2 separate regions of the Pungitius pungitius genome follow, and region 1 is linked to region 2. A link is a contact called in public Hi-C data. All regions are on one chromosome and are shown on one strand. Each heading gives the region's core, a stretch centred on a gene start, on an enhancer-like site or on the middle of the called end of the contact. The rest is flanking DNA. Distances are from core to core; before and after follow the strand shown. Region 1 holds the start of LOC119198826 (musculin). Region 2 holds the start of xkr9 (XK, Kell blood group complex subunit-related family, member 9).

Region 1 (4,736 bases), core at 680-3,179, 130 kb before region 2:
TTGTGTGATTTTAATTGTTTTTTAATAGTATGCTATCGTTTTGAATGTTTTTATTGTCTGAAACAGTAAGTTTCACTCGTGACCCACTGATGAACAAATGCATTAAGTCATTGTGTGGCGTGTGTGTGTGTATGTTGTTGCCATGTGTCTATTGTGCATAATGTGTGGCTGCCATCGAAATGCCTTAATGTTGCTTTTTGTGCAAGGAATAATTAAACGTTGTTAAGTAAATCTTCTTACTTGAAAAGTTAAAGAAAATGTCACCGTAGCTCATTAGCTCTGATGTGTGCAAAGCCTCCTTCACTAGTGTTAACTAGTGTCCCACACACCAAGCTGTAGGCCCTGGCTTTAGTGGCAATCATGGGAATCATAGCAAGTTGGAAGAGAAACTCGGAGGCCTCTGACATCATGAGCTTGCACCTGTCTCTCTGCTTCCACAGCTCGGGGCTCCAATAAAGGTCACGACCCCTGAGAGTCTTTGCTGATGGACAAATGCGCGTTCCTCCATCAAGTCAAGTCTGAAGTCATATTTATTACAATCAGCCCTGAATTCAATTATTCTGGGGGAAAATACAATAACCGTATAACCATCAAGAAAACGGATGTTCAGGACATTGTTTTCTAACCCCACAGAATGACTGATGAGCACAAATGTCCTTTCTCAGCCTGCTCTGCGCTGACAGTAAATCAAGCAGCAGTTTGAGACATAGCTACGAAGCTGTGACTGTCTCAGCAGAACTACTAAGGAATCGTGGGATGCATTGGAACGTGTTCTTGGATTGGGGAGCATTCTATGTCTGTCAAAGTTTTAGCAGGGGAACATCTCAGAACACTTAAACATCACGTTGAACTTCAAACACCATAACAAGCAAGTAGAATACAAACTACCAAAAAGCTAAACTAATTGAAATACCAGTAGTTTAATAAAATTAGTAGTAGTCCAGCATTCACCTCAGTGCAGAGTGGGGTCGTTTTTTCTCCACAAGGATCCATATCCAACTACCAAAATCCAGCGTGCATCTCAGCTGCAGTTAGGTCATTCTTGGCAGAGTCTGGCTATTGTCATACAACGTTTTACACACTATGATGGGTAATAGTTTAATAGAGTTCAGTACAAATCAAATGCTTGTTTCTCAGAAACCTTGCAGGCAATGTCTTTGGGAAATCAATTATTAGATGGAAGCTCTGAAAAAGTCTGGAGGACATAAAAAAAGAAAGAAAGGCAGAAACAGCCAAGTAAAGAATGTTTAGGATACTATGGGTATGGACACGGTGCCTCTTCGCCTCTGCCACACCCACGTCATGCCAATGCTCCAGATGTCATGGGAACCGATAACAGCTGGGGCTGGTGCATGCAAGGCTGCGTGTGAAAGGTTGCCCCAGCTGCAGAAACCCAATCCCTCTGTGAAACCAGCAAAGGATTAGGCACTTTTGATAAGGTCCTCAAAACATTTCTATTACCAAAACACATCTGTGGAACCGACAAAGTTGGAGAACGTTTAACTATATTTGTGCATTTTACAAATGTTGCAAAGTGTTGTCTGTCTTGTTATGACACAAGTTATGTCTTCCTGGAATAAAACGCATCAAATGTGTTGAAATACAGCCTGAGACATCATCCAAGTCATGTGATGTATGCGTGCCTCATCCAGTAGATTTACCAATAACCACCATCTGCAGGGTTGGATGTTATTACCGGGCTGCAGATGCCCTACTTGTGTCTTTAACAGTATACATTAGGAGACAGAGTTGTGGTCTTACTGAAGTCACGGCTTTGAGGAAAAGGGGAGGAGAAATGTTCAGAAAAAAAACTGCAGGGATGCCAAGTCCAGGACACTTAAATCAGAGGAGTCGCTGAGCGAGCACTCCTGTTTCAGGGTTAGACACATCTGCACGTGTCAGACTTCTCGACCTCAGACAGTCCGTATTGTAGTTGGTCCAACGGAGGACAGGTTGCAGGGTGACCTAATGGGAATTTAAGTTGTGATTATCTGCTCCTTTTTTTTCCTTCTTTTTTTTCTTCTCGCTGCTGTCCCTGTAGTGTCCCTCAGGTCAACAGGTGGAGCCTCGGCCATGTCCACCGGCTCCGCTGCAAGTGATGCCGAGGACGAGGACACATGCCAGGGAAGGACTTCCACCTCGCAGAGGAGCGCACGGAAGATACCCTGCTACGATCCCGACCGGTTTTCAGACGAGGAGTTGGAAGATGACGCCGTGGGGGGGAGGAACAAGCGCCACCGCAAACTGCCCGGGGCGCAGCAGAGGGACGCGCGGCAGACGCAGAGGAACGCGGCCAACGCCAGGGAGAGGTCGCGGATGAGAGTGCTGAGCAAAGCCTTCTCCAGGCTGAAGACCAGCCTGCCCTGGGTACCGGCGGACACCAAGCTGTCCAAGTTGGACACGCTTCGACTCGCCTCGAGCTACATCTCTCACCTGAGACAGCTTCTGCAGGACGAGCGGTTCGAGCACACCTTTGTGCACCCAGTCAACCTGGTACGCAACTGTTGGGAGGCTGAAAAGGGGAACATCTCAGTGTGAATGACCTGTACTCAAAAAATAGACCAGATCAACTAATCTAAAACCACCGGATTGGTGTTTGAAATGTACACTACAATGTTGGATGTGTTCATTTATTGCTAAAAACCTGTTGTCTTTTGCTTTGACAGACCTGGCCATTTATGATGACAGGCCGATCTGAGGAGAGCCAAGGCATCTCACCCCCTGTGAGGCTCTGTGGGGCCACAGCGTAGGACTCCCTCATTCAATCATCAGACAATACGGAACAATCCATCTCTGGGAAGCTGTCCTATTGTCCCCCTCAATGTCCCAGGCAATGACTTTGAACTCAAATCCACATCAAGTGTTGAAACCCTGAGGATTTCAGAATGTGGGAACAATAAAGACTAGAAGTTGTTTTCAGAGATAGTTTGTTGTGTGCGTGATAATAAGTGTTACCGGCTGGACTTGGAAGGGCAGAATCCTCTCACAACTCAAACGATGTCTGTCATTTTGAGCTGACATTGCAATTGAGGAGCTAAATTGTGCAGGATTATTCCATTTTTGATCTCTACAGTATTTATTACATTTGTGATATAATTGTATTTTTTCATATATGTTTTCCAGATAAACAAAACATGGAAAGTATCTGCCTTCTGTCCTTTGTTGTGTAGAATCAAACATCATACTCAGTCCCTCAGAGATTTGGTTTTCCATGTTTTCCTCTATGGAAACATCCCAGTGCCATGTGGATTAAAGTCATCTATGAATCTTGTAAACAATACCTGAAGAAGATGAAAATTAGTGATATTCAAATCAATTCAAATGACAGTTAATCTCAGTTTTCTGATTTTTACAAACATTTTCTAGTTTCTAGCAGAGGGGTATCTTATATACCCATAAAAAGTTTGAAACCAACTGATCTGCAGTTTTTGTGTTTATTGAGATCTATCTAACTATACCATCTCTTATAGGACTCTAGAGTCACACACACACACGCACACACACACACACATACACACACACACACACACACACACACACAATTACAAACATCCACAAATAGCAGACAGAGAAAAATGACCAATGTTCTCTTGATCAACGACTCTTTTTTTTAAGCAAATCCCCTGAACGACGTGAGTACAGATGGATGGAGATCAACTCCCTGGGGGCCACACACGGACCAAAGTGCTCGCGAAGAAGAAGGAGGCGCAGGGAGTAGAAGGAGGAAGAGTTTTCATCAGGTCCTGGTTTAGTCGCAGCTGTTGCCTTGTTGGGAAGTTTCCCAGAAGTCTAAACTGTCCTCCTGGGAGAAAGCGGCCGGTGTGCCAGAGGCGGACAGCTAATGAGCCGCCTTCTCACACTCAGTCCGCCTCCGTTCTCGCTCCATCCAAAACGAGGCAGCGAGAGAGAAAGCAAGCACGCGCACCCGAAAACGAGGGGCCATCAATCAAAGCGCGGCGGGTCAACAAGATGTGGGCGTTATAGTGCAGGGACCTCGCTTCTTCGCTTCTCTGTGACCGAAGTTCTTGTGTTTGGGCCCGAGGAAGCGATGGCCGGTGCCGAGGTGTCGCTGCGGTCTGTGATGCTACATGAGCGCCATCTAGTGGGGAGGAACGTGAACAACAGTTGACATATTCTTACACCACTGGCAACCATTTCTGGGTAAAATAGGAAATCAGAATGAGATGCTAAAGTTGGAGAAATCAAGGGACCCCCTTTGTCAGAACCGGAACATTTCAAGTGATAACATTAACAACAGAATGTAGACGCTTCACCTTGCTGGATTTGTGGAGCAATTGTTAGTGTTTTAATTATTAACATCTGGGCTTTTCTTACTATGACATGTCAATATGTGCTGTGAAAAATGTTCCTGTTCACAGATTTAGTCTTTAAAATAAAATACAAATCTGTTCAACTGTACAGGACAGGGACTACAGTAGTGTGTTGTTTGTAGATATACTAAATCACAAGTAAAATGAAGTGCATTAAAACTTGCCTGACTTTTAAATGTTAAAAGGTTTTACCAATATAGTGTGCTGAAGCTCAACTCTCTGCCTCTTACAGTAAGCAGGTTTAATGGGATTCAAAGGTTTGAATACAAATATGAATCCTGATGGAGAGGATTTCTTTGTGGCCTCAGATATAAACAGCAATATCTTTAATCATTCAGCAGAGGGCAGCATTTCCTTACAGTGTAAAAACATGTTCTGGCTTTGTATGTTTGGATTTCAGAGGAC
Region 2 (4,177 bases), core at 399-2,898:
GCTTTTCTGCAATTCCGGCTTTAAAAAACCCAGCAGGAACGGAGTCGTGACGTTTACCAAAAAGTACAGCGAGTAGTAGACGGTCATGGGGACCTTGGTGTCCTGCCCTTTGACGTTGAAGAAGGTGAACGTGAGGACAATCCCGATGACCGCTCGGTACAGATACTCAAGCTTTCGCGAGGAGCAGAAGTCGGTCTGAAGCGCGTGCGTCCAGGTCGTCCCCAGCAGCCAGAGGACGGTGAGGCCGATGGAGCTGTAGAGGCTCAGCGCGAGGAGGACGGCGTAGCTGAGGATGTGGCTGCTGATGGTGCAGAGCTTGTAGAGGAGGTAGACGGCCGTGGGGAGGCCCGAGGGCATCTCCCGGAGGTGGGCGAGGGACCTGCGCAGGCAGCGCCGGTAGTCGGTCAGGGACCAGGCGACGTTGAAGAAGGAGAACGCCATGGAGGTGTCTGAAAGGCATGTTTCCGCGTCAAAATGCTGTAAAATGCTGACTACCACTACCAATTCCCCCGAATACGCCTTTACTTACACTGCAGGGCTGAGCCGCCCCCGTGGCCGAGTACTAAGTACAGCTGCAGCAGGAGCTGGGGGACACTCTCCAGGAAGGTCTCAAACAGCTTGAGCATGCTCAAATCCGTGGCCATGCAAAACAAAGCGCGGTCGGCGTCTTTCCTCTCCTCCGAGGCGTTGGAATGCGGAGACTTCCAAACCACTATGAAGCCCTTTTTCAGCTGGTGATAGTACCTAGCAACAGGTTGGACAAAACACAACGACAACAAAGTCGGACACGTGCAGCGCCAGACAAGCTTCGGACACACCTTCCCATTCAAAAGAATGATTCAACAGAATGAGAAGGTGCAAAATGTTAGGTTACAAAACACTGATATGCGGTTGTTCCAGTTTGGGCTTTTCCCTTCTGAAGGATTTGCATGCCACTCGTTACGAGTCACAGGAGGCCCACTTTGCATGTCACAATGCATACCTGCTGAAGATGCCCATGCCGGATAGGTGCAGGACAACGAGTCTGCCTCCGGACAGGCCCGGGACGGCTGGTTTTCCCGCGGCGTTCTTGGCGGCGTCGCTCATGTCGTCCCGGTACCAGGCGTAGCTGAAGATCTGCGTGACCAGCAGCCCGGCCAGAACAAACGCCAGAGTCAGTCCGGCCCACGCGGAATCACCCTTTTGAAAGTATACCGCGGCGAGTCCGACGTCTGTCCCAATGTCCCCGACATACAGGAGCAGTCCGGCGACGGTTAATAACCACCGCAGTTTAGTGTACTGGGCGTCTGCTGGCTCCATTGCGATGTCAATTGTTGAAGTTCAACCGGCGCTTTGCTCTGGGACGGAGCCAGGCGTGTGGTTTGGATCGGGGGAAATGCCACTGTGGACAGGTTGGGTGTCGGAACGAGGCGGTCCCATCTTGGTCGATCTGTTGAAGCATGAGAAAAACAATGAGCATCGTGATGAAGACGCGGCAGTCATCACGCCCCAAAGTTTCATGCACATCCTGTGCAGGTTTACCACCAATCTTATGACAGTGGTGAAATGCAACGTGACAGCAGTCTGCCGGTGTGTCACAGCACTCCTGCCCTTTGAGTTTTGTCATAAACACTGTATTTATGAGTCCTGCCAACTGCAAACCAACCAGTTTGATTAGCAAACAATTAATGACGCTAACAGGAGGGCCAATAAAAAATTCATGACGTTCATTCTGAAGGCTTATATCAAATAAAAGGATTTTATAACACCTGAATGGCATTTTAAAACCTATTTTCTCAATAACAGTGTAACTTTTACATCCTCTAGCCTCATCAAAGGGTCAACTGTTTCATGAGGGGTGATAAAGTACAAGGAAAACATAACCAAAGCAAACTATTTTAAACTCATATTAGCTTTACCTCAATGAAATACAGCCAAAGTTTATCACAAAGATTCCTTACAAACTATTCTGAGCTAATATACAAAAATATATAATTACTTAACAAATCCCAAATTAATTGCATTCCAATTGATCACATTCTGTCTTCATTTACAAAAAGATTGTGGGCACATATCAATTCAACTCACCAGTATATGGTTTCCATGGCACACAACCGTGTCCCACGGAGGCCAGACCTTCAGCATGCAGCCGTTCTCTTTCTCTTTCCTTGAAACCTGCCTGTCTCCACCTCAGTGACAACCCACTGAACCAACAGTTGAACCGGAAGAATGTGGTTACATAATAGATCTTGTGCCTCCCGTACAGTAGGTGCGTGTGTGTGTGTGTGTGTGTGTATGACTGGTTGACAGTTCCTGCTTTAACTTCCATTTCACAACCCTTTGTTCTTTCGAAAATTTTTGGATGGCTTGAATCACAGCCAGTAAGTGTAGAAATCCCCAGGCAACCCTAGACTAAATACCAATCTTTGGATTTGCAAAGTGGTTTTCCTGTAATCGATGCACCGACATGAAGTGTGGGAAAATATTTACCTAAGCTCAGGAACACTGCAATGCGCTTCATATTTGCGAAACTTGAAAAATGTTCAGTGCCACAACCGGATTTGTCTTGGTAGGAGTAGAAGCTCATGCTGGATGATGTTGTAATCTCAGAGCAGGATCCGCAAACAGGGAGCCCCAGGGCAACAAAAACTACATTTGAACTTTACTTACTTACTATGTGTATTATGTCAATGTATTAACAGTACCCCCCTAATTATTTGTTCGAATAAAATACATGTTTTGGTAATAGGCTTATTGGAATTGTACCTACAAAAAATGGTCTATTGTCAAAAATCAGTGAGATAGCATACCTCCACAGGCAATGGCTTTATAATAGCACACGATGTTACACTCCAACCCGCCAGGGGGCGACAGAGAGCCGCGTCTGGTCCTCTCCTCTGCGTAAAAGAGCGTCGTTGGTCCGCCTGCAGCAGCTCGACCCTCCCACTGGCAGAAGAGTGACACGCCATTCAATCGCTGCCTGGCCCTTCGCTGGTAGGAAGCGTCCGGCGTCCTCGTACCTCACGGATAATAATCATTTTAATAATATTATTATTATTAATAATAATAATAATAGCCGACAGAAAAACAACTCCGGCTTCGCTGCGTCACGCAAATCCTCCCACACCAAAAAAAAAAAAAAGTTGAGCCGAACAGTGTCGACATGGGGATCCGAAAGAAGACCAACAAGAACCCGCCGGTGCTGAGCCATGAGTTTGTCATCCAGAACCATGCAGACATCGTGTCCTGTGTTGCTATGGTGTTCCTTCTCGGGCTGATGTTTGAGGTGAGTACCGCTCCACATGTTGAGTGGGTTTAAATCGTGGGATGCCCCCCCCCCCCCCCCCCCACCCGGCTCCCCCAGGCTGCTGCTGCTGCTGGATGCCGAATGCTCCCCATCTGTCCCTCTGGAAAGTGACACGGCTGCCTGCTCTTATTATTCAAACTACTTCCTCTTGTAATAGAAAGTTTTTTTTTTGGTTGCTTCTCTGCAGGGTGGCCTCGGATTTTTTTTGTTGACCCCCCGCGATCAATAGATTTCTCAGGGGTAGGCTTTCATAAACCTGAACGGCATTTCCTTAAAGCGACGTGTGCCCCATAGAGTCCTCTTTCCCTCCCCGTGTTGAACTCGACATTTAGAATCGCTGGTCTCTGCAGGCCCGCCGATTGATGACGAAAATAAACGAAAATGCATCATGAGGAAAATAAAACGGCCCAAAGTTGTTCGGCGTGTGATCACGACGTTTTGTTTATTGTTTCCGCGCGTGTTGTGGACTCGCCACCTCGCATCGGCGGCTACGACAACCCGCCCGTGGCTCTCGGGTTGGTTTGTGCGTGGATGTGTTACGTGGCAATCACACAGGGAGCGAGAGGGCTGTCATCACAGAAAGAGCCCGCTCGCTTAATACAAAAAAAAAAACAATGCTGAAAGTTTGGAGCTCGGACGGCGTCTCGTGGGCGTCTCGACCCCACGCGACCGGATGGATGCCGAATGACCGACTCACGACTCGACATTCACCTCACGTTTCTGCTCAATTTTAAGAGGATGTTTCATCCTCGGCGAAAAGCAGCGCCATTAGAGTCGCGTCAGCAAGGGGTTTCGACTACTTCCGGTTTCGGTTCTACAAAGTAAAACCCCTTCAGCGGGACCAGCTGTTGCAACGTGTACATCCGATCGCAACGGCAGCATGAGCATTTT

Evidence for each region. Hi-C and Micro-C count contacts between places; a contact is called where the count stands out from the background.
Region 1: a contact with region 2 is called in a Hi-C map of muscle, with 7 times the contacts expected there. The contact joins the promoter of LOC119198826 here to the promoter of xkr9 in region 2. A contact is called at or near these places in 2 of 2 Hi-C or Micro-C datasets (both in muscle).

The regions. Positions count from the first base shown.
Region 1 is chr19:6,865,362-6,870,097 of fPunPun2.1, reverse strand. LOC119198826 (musculin) reads left to right here and starts at 1,929. Exons shown (of 2, transcript XM_037456360.2): 1 at 1,929-2,493; 2 at 2,667-3,026. The coding sequence starts at 2,074. The coding sequence ends at 2,750. It overlaps trpa1b (transient receptor potential cation channel, subfamily A, member 1b), which reads left to right. Exons shown (of 27, transcript XM_037455240.2): 27 at 1-453.
Region 2 is chr19:6,737,489-6,741,665 of fPunPun2.1, reverse strand. It overlaps xkr9 (XK, Kell blood group complex subunit-related family, member 9), which reads right to left and starts at 1,648. Exons shown (of 3, transcript XM_037456083.2): 1 at 983-1,648; 2 at 530-744; 3 at 1-449. The coding sequence starts at 1,299. It overlaps tram1 (translocation associated membrane protein 1), which reads left to right and starts at 3,018. Exons shown (of 11, transcript XM_037456085.2): 1 at 3,018-3,265. The coding sequence starts at 3,143.